Regions from separate parts of the Mus musculus genome. Here region 1 is linked to region 2. The links are chromatin contacts, called in public HiChIP or PLAC-seq maps. All regions are on one chromosome and are shown on one strand. Each heading gives the region's core, a stretch centred on a gene start, on an enhancer-like site or on the middle of the called end of the contact. The rest is flanking DNA. Distances are from core to core; before and after follow the strand shown. Region 1 has its middle 87 kb from the start of Arsj. Region 2 has its middle 62 kb from the start of Gm40146.

Region 1 (6,618 bases), core at 1,824-4,323, 230 kb after region 2:
AAAGAGAGGCCCATTGGACACACAAACTTTACAGGGGAGCGCCAGGGCCAAAAAATTGGGAATGGTTGGGTAGGGAAGTGGGGGGGAGGGTATGGGGGACTTTTGGGATAGCATTGGAAATGTAATTGAGGAAAATATGTAATAAAAAAAAAAGAGCTTCCTGGCTTTCAGAATCTTGCCTCTATAATGTCACTTAGGAATGGATTTTATTTTATTTTTTTCATGAATACAAGGGAAGTTTCTTCCCACTGGAAACACTGAATCCAGATGGACAACCAGCTGAACCTCAGACCACTCTAAACACTGAATCCAGATGGACAACCAGTTGAACCTCAGACCACTCTAAACACTGAATCCAGATGGACAACCAGCTGGACCTCAGACCACTCAAAAGGGAAGATTGACCAGGTTTACTGCCTGGAATGCTCGATCCACATCAGCCCCAAGCCTGAACATGGGAATTCAGAAAAACCGGGTATAACAAACTCTGTCTTTCTGAAGGTTGTCTACTTTCTTATGTCCCTTCCGAGAACAGAAGTTAGTAAATCAAGTTGAAGATTGGCTAGAAAGAGGCCTTAAGGAACAATTTTATCCATGCCCTGACAATGGTGAATCGTCCTACCATGACTAGATACCTGAATCACGTTCTCAAATAACTGGGTTTCTTGAACAAACTGTTTGACTAATTGTTCCTCCTCTGACTCACTGGAATGTCACATCCCTACTTTATGTATACTGATCTGTGATTCCCCTTCCCCCATTATATAACTACTTATAAAAGAAAAGAGAGAAGATCTCATATTGGCCTTGACTTAATGTTTACAAAGTTTAAACAAGTCTCTGTTCTGGTTCTGATCCCAGTTAGGACAGGAATAGGTAGTACAAATTGCCCATGGCACCTCAACCTTGATTGTTAAAAAACAAAACTTTAGGGAACTCAGTTCCCAGATATTCTTAGACCTAGGCCATTAGGAGAAATCTATTTCCAGGCTTCAGAACTAAGTTGACTCCCTCTGCTAGGGAATCCTACTGAACTGAAGGAGGCTAGACCTCATTTGTATGAAAGTGGGGGGGGGGTGCTTTGCACAGCCTTAGGAGAATCTTGCTATTTCTATGCCACTAATCAGTGGTAATTGGGGAAACCTCCTATGGTCAGAGACCCCCCCTCCAAAAAAGGTATCAATCTGGGTTCACTTAGTCCCCATGGCTGACCACCTTACTGTCAGCATTAGTCACACTGTTGATTCTTATTCTGATCAGGTAACACTGGGACCCTGCATAAGCAAGTGCATGGCTAACTTATCTACTGATACTTAGGATCAACTATGCCTGAACGCCACCCAATGGAACAAATCAACAGTTTGACTCATGGTCATAAAGTCATGGGGAATATGCCAGGGCACAGCAGTGCAAAGGTCCCTTCATCTTGTATTCTTGATTTTTCAGCCCCTTTCAGGTTTAACTAGTGTTTGATCTCCCTGATAGACAATCACATTGATCAGTACCCAACTCTATCTTTGCAACCCAAGGTCAAGATGCCCTAGCTAATTTATCTTAGCTGCTGTTAATCTGCTTGCTTATGGAAACCTTGTCCTGTAGCTACAGAGTCAGATACCAGGCTGGTGTTTTTTTTTTTTTTTTTTTTTTTTTTTTTTTTTTCTTTTATTGGATTTTTTTCTTTATTTGCATTTCTTTTTTTTTTTCCATTTTTTATTAGGTATTTAGCTCATTTACATTTCCAATGCTATACCAAAAGTCCCCCTTACCCACCCACCCCCAGGAGGAGCTAGAGAAAGTACCCAAGGAGCTAAAGGGATCTTCAACCCTATAGGTGGAACAACATTATGAACTAACCAGTAACCCTGAGCTCTTGACTCTAGCTGCATATGTATCAAAAGATGGCCTAGTCGGCCATCACTGGAAAGAGAGGCCCATTGGACAGGCTGGTGTTTTTGCTTTTAAAAACTCCTTGCTCGAAATGCTTATGCTTTAGTTCAGTCACAAATATCTGAGTGTAATCCCAGCCAGCTAGAATAAAGACTCTCTCTTGATTGTAAACTGTGTCTGCATGGTCTTCTCTGGTGGGCTCCCTATAACACAATCCTCCTTTTCCAGGAATGCTGTTTACTCCTCAAAGCTACAGTTAACAGTCTTGAATGTATTTATATTTTCCTTCTACAGACAGTCTTGTTATCATTGAGTGCTATAGGTTTTTTTTTCCTTTTCCTTTGAATATTTTAAAGTGTTTGCCACACATCTTCATCCCTGGAGTCATTCATTGAGGACATATCAGGAATTCATCAAACCATGACTGCTTTTGAAAGCATAATACGTGTGCTACTTCCTCCAAGAGATTATTATTGCTCTACTCTTGTGTACATCTTTAATCCCAGTACTCAGAAAACAAAGAAAGACAAATCTCTGAGTTCAAGATCAGTCTGGTGTACATAACAAGTTCCAGGCTACCTAGGGCTAACTACATAGTAATACCATGTCTCAAAAGTAATACATAAGTAAGTAAATAAGTAAGTAAAATGTGTCTGACCTTAAATCCTAGCTCCACAAAAATTTAACTGTGACTTTGAAGTCATTGCTTAATCTCGCTGTGCTTCAGGTTCTTTGAATGTAAAAAATTAATAATGGTACCATCTCACAGACTAAATGTGATCAAGGAAGCAAGCTGTTCCATGCAATATGATAAAGTCAATGCCACAGCTATCTTATTTTTAAGGACCAATTGGTTATTACTGTTAAGGCCATGTCTATCTATTTTAACATTAATACATGGCTATTAAATTAACAAAGCATTAAGTCATCATCACAAAGTCTTATTTGTTTAGCCAGTCAACATGTTTATATTAATATGAGATGATGGCTACATTGACACAGTGCTTAACATGCATAGTTTTGAATACTATAACGGTGATTTATTTCACTTTGTTTTATTTTCCACATAAGATTCTAACCATGCAGTTTAATCGTATGCAGTGGTAACACACTTGACCATATACCAACCTGCAGACAGTGATGCTGTAGCAGGATAGTTTCCCTGCAGCCTGGTGAAAGAAGGCCATGCTTTCTTCTCCTGAGTCATCAGAGGGATGCTTCATGCTTCCACAATAGAGCAGAGCACATCACATCTGCATTACCTCTTACCTGGCACAAGTCCACCAGAGAAATCTGTTTGCTATTCTAAAATAATATGGATATCTTCCCAGAATTAATTTCAGAGAACAGAATTGAGCATATTCTTAGATTTTTAGAGGGTCATTTTCTTCAGCTTTTTTATGGCTAGAATTTAAAGATCCTGTTATAAAAAGTCTTCAGGGAAAAGCAATTCTCTGAGAAATCTCAGTTCAAAATTACCTCATCTGAAAGCTATCTGTTACCATATGTTTGCTTGGCCTGGATTCCGTTCAGTGAGGTTCCTCCTGTACATTCTTCTGAGAGAAACAAAACTAAGAGTAGGCGGGTGCCAGTCATCAAATGCCAATGGCCTATGTCAAGTCTTATTCAGCCTTTTAAAACAACATTTAATGGTCTCTTGCTTTATGGCTTTAAACCACAGAGAAGCCAGCATGATTACAATCTGTAAACCCTGAGTCCCCATTTTGCTTTCTGTAAAAAAAAAGTTGCCTCTTTTAATCTTTGAAGAAAATCCAAAACTTCTTTGTTGTTCAAAACACAATTTAAATCTAAAATACAAGTTCTGGCTTATTTTCTTATGCCCATATTATATTTATGACTTGTTTACTTCTTGCTCCCTTGTGAAGATTAGGCCTTGTGACAGTTGAAGATATTTAATAAAATAAAACGTGGGGTACATAGTCCCTGACCCATAGTGTACATCCACTGTGAAAGAATATGGGCGATGAGGAGGGAGAAGGAGAAGACGAGGAGGGACAGGGAGAGGAAGAAGAGGATCGAGAGGAGGAGGGAAGTGACAGGAGAGGGAGAGAGGAGAGAGCATAAAACTAAAGAAATGGGTAGATGAACTAGTGCAAAATTATCAGCTTTACCCAAAAGCAAATTGATGATGGCAACATATTCATGGAAAAGATGTCCCAGTTCAATTTCCACAATTAGTAAAAATATACTGCAAAGTTTGTAAGCAATTTATTTACTTTTTATTTTAAGTGTATGGAAGTTTTGCTAGCATGCATGTTTGTGTACCATGTGTGTCCTTGGTGCTGTCAAGACCAAAAGATGCTATCAGATTTTTCTGATAATTGTGAGCTGCAGCTGGGAGCAGATTCCTGATCCTCTGGTAGAGCTGTAAGTACTCTCACCTGCTTACTCATTCCTCTTTACCCTCAACATTTGCTTTATAAAGAATTTTTAAAGATTTATACTAGTGCAATGTTGAAAAACAATGCTTTCAAACACTTATTATCGTTGATAACTAGTTGAGGTTGTCTCAGGATAAAATGCTGTATGAACTGCTATGTCTATAGTCATACTGCAGACTTAAATGCTATTATTTATTCTAAGCCAAGCAGAGAGTCAGAAGTAACTAGACAAGAGGTCTTTGTCCCTTGATTCAACTGCTTTTTCTCAACCCAAACAAAATGAGGTGCTATTAATACCTCAAGATGAATTAGGCCTCCTAGATGACTTCAATGTATGTTCCACCCACCCCCTTCTGACACAGTTTGAAGTGTAGATAGCATCCATGAAAACAATACATTAACAAGGTGTCTATGGATACCTTGGAATAGAAAGCTGCTTAATAAGAAAACTGAGCTGAAATTGCAGTGAGAAGCATGTTTGGGATCTCTTTCAAATAATTGTTAAAGACGAAAATGAAGTGTTTCCTACTTACCAGTCTTCTCAAAGAGCCATGCATGGGTGTATTCTTGTCCTATTCGCAATAACCTATAAAGACTCATGGAACAAACAGCTTTGGACCAAGCCACCAAGAGAGGGCCAAAGCTCAGGAATTAGCATGGAGGGGGGCGTTCTGGACACCCTGGAGGCGCTGGGGTATAAGAGTCCACTGTTCTAGGAACAGACAGCAGCAGAGGGTGGACTGTCTTCACCTGAGTTTTCAGAGCTCTGCATTTGGTTAGGCTCTCAGAGAAAGTCCTTATGCAACCTGGAAGAAAGCATCACTTCAGCTGGGAGAGAAGACCTAGAGAGCTTCCAGCTTGAGATAAGTGGGTTTTTAAAAGAGATGGCCTGTCCATACTCGGTACTCTTATCAGGAGATATTAAAGAGTACCTCACAAAGAAAGATGACTGCTTGAAACTTCTGTTGTTTTTAAGTACAGAACGTCAAGCTTTACAAATATTACAGAAGGAAAAAAAACATAAAAATTCTCAGTTAGATAAAAATAGTGAAATTTGCCAAGAAGTTCAAGCTGTATGAGAGGCCCTCAGGGTCCCCAAGTCTTAACACTTTAGACATTCCACTTCTGCTGTGCCAAGTGGAATCAAAGGTAAAGGATATTCTCTCTAAAGTCCAGGAAAACCATTGCTAAAGGTTATTTAAGTTCTGAACAGGCAGAAAAACTGGAAAGAATTAATGATGCTCTTTCCTGTGAATAGGAGTGCCGCCGGCGGATGTTAATGAAATGATTGGATGTGACAGTGCAGTCCTTTGGATGGTCCGATAGAGCAAAGGCAATAACAGATAACATCACAAGAATTTACCAGCCCAAATGTTATGCTTTGTCGCCAAGACAACAGTCACATTGGCACATCTGATTGCCGCCCCTGAAGATCTGTCTAACACCATCAGGATAAGCAGCGGTATCAGCCAGGAGAAGATGTCTTGCGCCATCTTCAGGTGCTTATGGGACGGGTTTCTGACAGGGGAGGACGGCCGAAAGAAATTGAACTGCCAACCCCTGAATTGCCCCCTTGGCAGAAGAGACAAGAAGACGGAGGGAGGGGTGGTTGGGTGGTGGAGGTGATGGTAGAGGAGGTAGTGGGGGTGGAAGAGGTGGACGGGGTAATGGGAGAGGGTGGGGAGGGGATGGAGGAATAGGTGGAGGAGGGTGGGGAGGAAGTGGTGAGGGAGTGGTAGCAGAGAAGGTTTCCAAGGCAGAGGAGATCATGGTGGGAGGGGAGATTATGGTGGAAGAGGGGGCTACGGCGGGAGAGGGGGTTATGGTGGGAGAGGTTATGGATATCCGTATTGAGGAAGAGGTGGTGGTGGTGGCCATAGAAGATATTAAAGACTGCAGATGTTAGAGAGCACTGCTTCTTACTAGATACAGTAGATACAGTGTCCTGAGGAGCATACTTGAACATCATCACCCTGAGGTAGATCATGTTAGTGCCCCCGAGGAAGGCACTCCTGAATACAAAAGGCCATTTTATTATATTACCAGGTGATAATCCTGCAACATGATTTTTCCCATAGTCTGTGTACTAAAGCATGCTGTGTCTTTTTTAAAAAGCAAAATTTTAAAATGTAAATATTTATTACCAGCAACTTGAAAAATGGAATGCATTTTATTGTCACGTTTGAATTTAGATGGTAAACTGGTATTTTGTTCAGGATTGAAACATATGACACCTGCCAGTAATAAAAAGGAATCTAGACTCCCGTGTCATTTGTATTGCTGTGGATCTGCCCTGTATTGCTAATTCTACTTTGCAAAATAGAGGAAG
Region 2 (7,305 bases), core at 3,405-5,904:
ATTAGACCCTAGAAGTTTGAACCTGCCCAGATAACTAAGAATTGTTGAACCAGAATCCCCTTCTTGCCTTTTACAGCCCCATTCCCTGTTAGCTGTAGCATTTGTAGGAAGCCCCACCTGTCTTATCTTTCTAAAAGTTTTGTATACATTTACTGAGGATTGTAGTTGGTGCAGAGACTACTGGCAACTTATTTGCTTTTGAAAGTTTGCTGTGTTCTCAACTCTTCTACTCAAGTGGAACTATTTGTAGTAGGTGTTTTGAAAATTCAGATTGCCATCAAGTTAACTTTATCCTTATTTTTAATTTTTAAATCCTAGCAAGAAGTATTTCCATATAAACACTTAGAGAACTACCCCAAATTTCTGGCTAGTATTTAGGATTAGCTCCCCCATATTGAAAAAATTCCTATTACCTATTCAAAGTCTAGTTTCCTTCAGAAAAGTAATAAAGTACTTGGCATACATGTCTCTTCAGTACAGTTCACCCTCTTGTTCTTTTAAATACCTACTCCAAATCAATCAATTTTAAGCCATATTAAGCAAAATGCCTTTATAACTCTCTAGAAGTTCTGTTTGAATTTACAATTTGCTTCTATAAAATGCTTTCATAATATATTTTTCATGGCTTAAGATGATCATGCCCAGACTTCTGCTTTTGTATTTTAGACTAACAAATGACAGAGGGGTTCAACATGATTTATACCCAGGTGGTTTCAAGTGACATGTCTTGATGTGGAAGCTGACTAATTTCACTCATTCACTGGTTGTGGGCCTATCTCATTCAGGATAAAACTTTTGTTTTCTTCCAAAAGCACTTTATCTTCTTAGATGCTTTAAAGGAATCCCTATCAAAGACATCAGACATCCAAAATACTTTGGACAGGTGACATCTCCTGTGATGGCACTGGAAAGAAAACCAACCAGGTAAAATTGCAACACAGCTTCATTCTGACTGTCTGCTTAGGGGAGTCATGTCTACTGTTCTCTTAAAATAACTTTGGCTGGGAATTCCTCATTATGTATGCTGTGGACTTCTTGGAAGCAACTCCTAAATAAATTATAATGTAGGTTAAAGTATTCTTTTCTTATAGGTAATATCCTTTTCACAATTTAAATTATATAAAAGAACATTATTTTTTTCTCAGAACTATGGCTGTTTTTATCTAGAAATGTAAGGAAACCATATTCAACAATATGGTTAAGGCAATAGAATTTGCTTTATGACTCTATGACATTCTGACATTTTTTCCCTGTGGAGAAAAGAGGAAGATAAACATTAATAATTACATGAGCAAGTGACCCTGAGAAGCAAATACACAGACTGCCTAGAACTGTACTTATGCCTGCAAGGGAACAGAAATGAGTTGTTAATGCCCATCTGAAATGCATGTATAACACTCTAATATCCTTTTAAAATGAACAAATCATCTCTTCTGTCCACACATGGATTATTACTGGATAAAATGTACAAATAGTTCCCTTTGCACGTGGTGTATGTATATGAGTGTGAGTGTGAGTGTGTGTGTGTGTGTGTGTGTGTGTGTGTGTGTGTGTGTGTGTGTGTGTGTGTTAGAGGAAATTGAGTGGTAGTGGAAAAGATAATTATATGCTGTGAAGGAGCAAGGTTGGTGTGTGTGTGTGTGTGTGTGTGTCTGTGTGTGTGTATGTGTGTGTGTGTGTGTGTGTCTGTGTGTGTGTGTGTGTAGGTAGCTAATTCTCTGCTTACCTATAGGAATGCTGGGATTAGAGTCTTCAGTGCCAGAGAAGAAAGTCAGCACCACTCTCTGCCTTCAAAGGACCCTACATCATCCAGTCATGCTGGCATTGACTAAGTTTCTGTCTCTCTCAGCTAACCAGCTAATATTAAAAGTCCTCAGATGCATTTATGTAATGTTATATATGAGAAAAATGGACTCCCATGTCCTAGCTTTATCGTGACCTGAAGTCAGTATTACTTGGATTCTCTTAGAACCCTGGGAATTTTGACAATAAATTACTCTTCTGTTTTAAACCTTTAGATATGGTATTTTGCTCCCCTATCTGAATTTTAAAACATAATGTGTCATTGTGACATTTCATACATCATCATAGTTTGTTCTTACCTTCCACGTAGCCCTCTTCCATCCTACCCTGATGTTCTTTTTAATTCTGCAAAAGTCTTTCATTAAAAAAAAATATTCATGTATGTGTGTGTGTGTGTGTGTGTGTGTGTGTTCACACTATGCATGTGTGTATGTCATGGAGCATGTGTAGGGCTCAAAGGAATATTTACAGAGGTATTATTTCATTCCACCGAGTGGGTCTCAGCAATCAGGTTTTCAGGCTTTGTGACAAGAGTGTTTACCTGTGGAACCCTCTTGACAGCTGGTCTCACTTTTTTGTCACAAACATTTTATTGCTCTGTTTTGTTTCCCCCTCCTACTCCTTTGAGACTATATCACAGCCACCCACCTGCTTCTGCCCTTGGGTTCTGGGATTACAGGTGCTTGTCACCATGCACAGTTAATATCTGCATACCATATTCTGTTTTATTTATTTCTACCTATTTTTTTCTAGTGGCAGTCTGCTTTTTTAAAGTTTAAATCTTTTTAAAGTTTCAGTCTTTTTTTTGTCCCTCCCTCCCTCCCTCAAATTTTCAGTCTTTTATGGTGTATGTATGTGCATGATAGTGTGTAGTGTGTGTGTGTGTGTGTGTGTGTGTGTGTGTGTGTGTGTGTGTGTGAGAGAGAGAGAGAGAGAGAGAGAGAGAGAGAGAGAGAGAGAGAGAGAAGAGTTACTTGTGGGAATCATTTAGATTCTGTTTGGAAAAGGAGAAAACATTTTTCAGAAACATCATTTGAGATAAAAATGTTCATGTTCTGTGGCTGGAGAGATGGCTGTGTTTAAGAAAGAGCACCTGCTACTTCAGAAGAGTTTGGTTTTCACATTCAAGTCAGGTGGGTCACAACTGCCTATAGCTCCAGCTCCAGGAGAATATGACACCCTCTTCTGGTTACCATGGACACCATCAGATATGTGAACACCGTTTACTGTTCCCAGGAGAGCACATCTACATACAAATAGTTGTAAAATGAGATCATCGTTTAAAAATTTTTAAGTTGCAGTGTCTTTAATACGTCACTAAGCAGCAACCATCTCCCTTTTTGCATCCCTCCTGTGACATAAGAAAGGCTGAGAAGAGAGAAAGGCTGGTCTCAGAGGGGACAATGGAGGAGAACTCAACCTTGGTAAAAGCCACTTTATAGTTCCAACTTTGTTCATAATAATTCTAGAAGAAAGTCCTAGGATTCTCTTAGGACACTGAATTTTGACAATAAAGTACCTTCTGTCTTAAACCCTTGGTTGTAATCAGATAAAGTGCTATTTGTAACACTAAACCATTCACTCATGAGATTCTCAGTTCGGAAGAAAACTGCAGTCTTAAAGCAGACTCTCATCTGATACATTTTAGGATATTTCAGCATGTAGTTCTTGTATGCTGTAATACATTAGTCTGGGAAAACAGTCTCTCCACAAATGGTTTTCTTCTTAGGACAGTCACTTAATGCCCTCTTCTGGTTATAGATCAAAGCAAAATCACTCTTATTGCAATGGTATTATCTGAAAACGTGAATGTACTATTTATTTTTTAATGATTTATTTCATAGTATGTTTCAACAATGTTTACTCTTTGCATATTTTAAAAGTTAATCTGCACTATTGATGCTAAAGGAATTCAAATGTTTAACCAAATTTTAATAAATATAGCTTAAAATATTTTTCAAGATTGGAGTCTATGTACTGGGAATTATTATTTTTGATAAAAATAAGCTAGCTCACAACTCTTTTCATACTTTTATAAAGAAAATCTTATATAGATATTCTAAACTATGGTGTTACTATAATTATTAATATCTAAGGTTCTGCCCACACATGTATATGGGAGTAGCTAAATCATCTGAATAGTCCATTAGTGGGTCAAATACATGATGGTATTTTAAATTTTTAACTTTATTTAATATGTATAGCCAGTTGTCCATACTTCAGTGGATGGCCCTAAACCTATGGTCACATAAGTAGCAATTAATGAACTAAATGGATTGTAAAAAGAGTGTATTAAGTTGGAAAAAGAACATGAAGAGGAAACAGGGAAGTTACAGGGGAATGATAGGGAGAGAATATGATCAAAAACACTGTTTACATATAGGAAACTCTCAAAGATTAAAAAAAAATAGAAACAACAATACTTCTAACTAATAAGAGATTTTAAAGCCTGTAGAATTAATAATTGATGTATATATGTAGGTAGCATCCGGATGCTACCTTGAACATACTGAACTGTATTGTTTGCAGTAAGATTATTATTTTTAGAGTAAACAATTTTAAGGTAAATTAATTTCAGATTGTCTTGGGCTAATAGTGGTGTACTCCTTTCAGAAAGGGAACCTGTGGAATAACTTCAAGACAACTCTGAGGATCCAGCCTCCCGAGTGGGCTGTCCAAAGTGGCTATTATCTAACGGATGCTAAGATCAGGGAAAGTGAAGCAATGTTCCTTTGGGAATTAAGTTCAGAAAAAAACAGACCTGCATTTTGTGCTTCCTCTCTTAGCCTTTCTGCCTCAGTCTGTTGCTCTGAGTAATGCCGTGTGCATACCAAACGCTTCATATGAGCAACCACCCGGGGAAAGCCAGATGCCATGGGGTTGATGCCTCTGGCTACAGGTCATTAAGGATCTGAAGCCCAGCCATAACACATCCACTGGCAAATGGAAGCTTACAGGTATTCAAAGAATCCAAGTGTAAACAATAGGATTTCTCCCATGTCCACCCACAAAAATCTATAGTATCTGTTCATAGATGAAATGCTCAGAATTACCAAATTGAAAAGAACTCAGGGGAGGCTCACACATAAGGAGAAATTTGGCAGCAGTCTAGAACTTGATTTGACCCCGAGAAAAACTGCAGCATAAAAACTAAACAAGGCATTTTTCGAACTAAGAAATTTACCAAAGTTTCTTGTCGACTTTGCCACTTGATGGAGCCATAATGCCAGATAACTTTAAAACCCACTTGATTTTCTCAGGAGCAGTCCTTGGGAGACATGTAGGCAAAAATACATTATCCTAGTCACTGTTTGTTCCATTGCCCACTGTCTTCCTCCTCTGAGCAATTGCTATAGCATGACGTGAGAAAATTTAAGATTGCCTTATGCTAATAGTACAGGATAGTTGCTTTATTTTTCTTTAGTTAGGGTGTGAGTGTTCAGGTGGGTGCTGATACAAATGAAATGTATGTTCGTGCCTGTAGGCAGAAGAAGTCTATCTTGGAGCTTTCAACAGTTGTTCTTATTATTTGAGACAGGATTTCTCGCTGGATCAGAAGCTAGCCTCTTGTGCTAGTCTGGCTGGCTAGCAAGGCCCAGCGAGTGACTTGTCTTGATGGATTACAGTATACACTGCCACACTGAGCTTGTCATGAGGATCCTGGGAATCTAAACTCAAATCTTCACCTTGCATGGTAAATCTATTCTAACAAATCAGAATTAGTAAAAACATTAAGGACAGAGATCATACCTTTAAGATGTGTATGCAAATATCATGAACAGAAGGGCCAGTTTTCTTAAAGAGTAAATCCTGGGCAGGATGTGTGGGTCAATCATAGGTTAGAGGAAGACTAAGCATTTCAAGGAAGAGTGAATGCATAAGGGAAAGAAGTGGTGGTTTTAGGCAACAGCCATAGCCTTATTCTTAGCAAGTCTGTTTAGTTTGTTTTGTAAATAAAGGGCATCAATCTATATAAAATCTTTGGCTCTCAACATTTCTAGAATCCAGAATTTCTCAGGATTTGTAAAGAAAAATCGCATCTGGTAGAATACAGCATCTTCCCAGAACATCTGAAGTAGTGCCAGATCAGTAAGTACCTTGAAGAATACATTCTACAATAATGGGACACTTTACATTTCCAGGTAGAGTATTAGGGACAAATGCAAGATAAGATGTGCCATGAAGTCAATGAGTGAAAAAAGGGAGTTTCAGGAATTAGGATGAGACAGAAGGAATGACAAGAAACTTCAGTAGCTTCAGGTGGTCTTGTTGTCCATGCACTATAGTTTTTGCTATTGTCTTAAAGTAGGGAAAGGAAAATGAGCTTCTATATTCTCATGTGATTAAATATTGGATAAGTGATGAAGAAGGGTGAAGTTGAGTGTTGTGGTTTCTTGAACCTGATAGTAGTTGACAATAGGAAACATACTGACCATCTTCACAAACCTGAGAGCATGACTTCTTCATTCCTGGTCTGTAACCTGTAACATTATATGTGAAGATTCTAGCCATCAAGGTCTGGTGACCAACACCTTCCCAGAAAATGGTCACTACCCCTTTCTATTGAACACCCAAACCAACAATGTGTAAGCTATAGTACATAGGCATTCTTTTAGATATATGTTGAGACACTGAGATGGAACTGAACTGAGTCTATGGGAAATGGATTGAGCCTACTTGTGTCTTCCACGTTCTATCATGTATAACATAGTAAGAGGCATGACTGTGGAAGGAGTGAGTGGGCCCCACTGGACTCTGAAGCTCTGATCCCTTCATGTTTGACTTCCCATCTTCTACGACTGTGTAAAACAAATTTCTCATGCTTAGAAATTATATAGTAGGTGGTATTTTGTACAGCAGTGGAACATGGTAGTCTACCAAGAGGTGACCAAGTGATTATCAGAACATGATATACGCTCCTACCTGTCTCCTTGTGCTATGTTGTCCAGAAGAAAAGAGACAGACAAACCTGATAATGTGATAACTTTACTTCTCACTCTCTGTTCACATATAGAAGCAACACGGAGAACTTGAGAAATGATTGTTTATAAGGGTTAACAAAGATTGTGATGTGTTTCTTAGTGACAATCTTTCCCTTTAGAGGGATGGGATCTCAGAGTGGCAGGGATGAGAAAAAGAAATTCAGTTGGGTCACTGAGAATGAATGACATTTGTGGAGCAATCTTACTTCCACACTTTGTTCTTAAAGGCATATTTATTTACTTACTGTGATTAAGCTTTAGATATTGACTTTCAAAGGATCTTAGGTCGTATAAATTCTAATGCAGTGGTGCGAACTATAGCATCATGAGAAAAATCCAAAATCTTGCAAGTAATATGTACCTATTCTTATAAAAAGTAAATCAATACCCTAGCCAAAATGGAAGGGATGGAGAGAATGTATTCAGTGTATCAATCGGCCAGTTGGTCTCAAGTGATAAATTTCATTTTTACTGCATTACCCAAGATGATTTTTCTTTGTGTATGTGGCCCAGAGAAGTC

Evidence for each region. HiChIP or PLAC-seq counts read pairs in DNA pulled down with a chosen protein or histone mark.
Region 1: a contact with region 2 is called in an H3K27ac HiChIP or PLAC-seq map of the NIH/3T3 cell line, with 3 times the contacts expected there. The contact joins two enhancer-like sites. A contact is called at or near these places in 2 of 15 datasets of contacts at CTCF or cohesin (the NIH/3T3 cell line and stem cell-derived epiblast-like cells), 8 of 484 Hi-C or Micro-C datasets (3T3-L1-derived adipocytes, the C2C12 cell line, cerebral cortex and 5 more) and 2 of 115 datasets of contacts at active chromatin or transcription factors (the NIH/3T3 cell line and embryonic fibroblasts).

What each region holds. Positions count from the first base shown.
Region 1 is chr3:126,273,083-126,279,700 of GRCm38.p6, forward strand. It overlaps the pseudogene Gm18916. Among named protein-coding and RNA genes, the nearest start is that of Arsj, 87 kb to the right of the region's middle. Within about 2 kb of position 3,074, at least 36 of the 459 cell types and tissues checked have an H3K27ac peak or open chromatin away from gene starts, as enhancers often do. A contact at or near this core is called in the C2C12 cell line, the NIH/3T3 cell line and embryonic fibroblasts, where this site is marked.
Region 2 is chr3:126,041,532-126,048,836 of GRCm38.p6, forward strand. No RefSeq gene overlaps it. Among named protein-coding and RNA genes, the nearest start is that of Gm40146, 62 kb to the right of the region's middle. Within about 2 kb of position 4,655, at least 19 of the 459 cell types and tissues checked have an H3K27ac peak or open chromatin away from gene starts, as enhancers often do. A contact at or near this core is called in the C2C12 cell line, the NIH/3T3 cell line and embryonic fibroblasts, where this site is marked.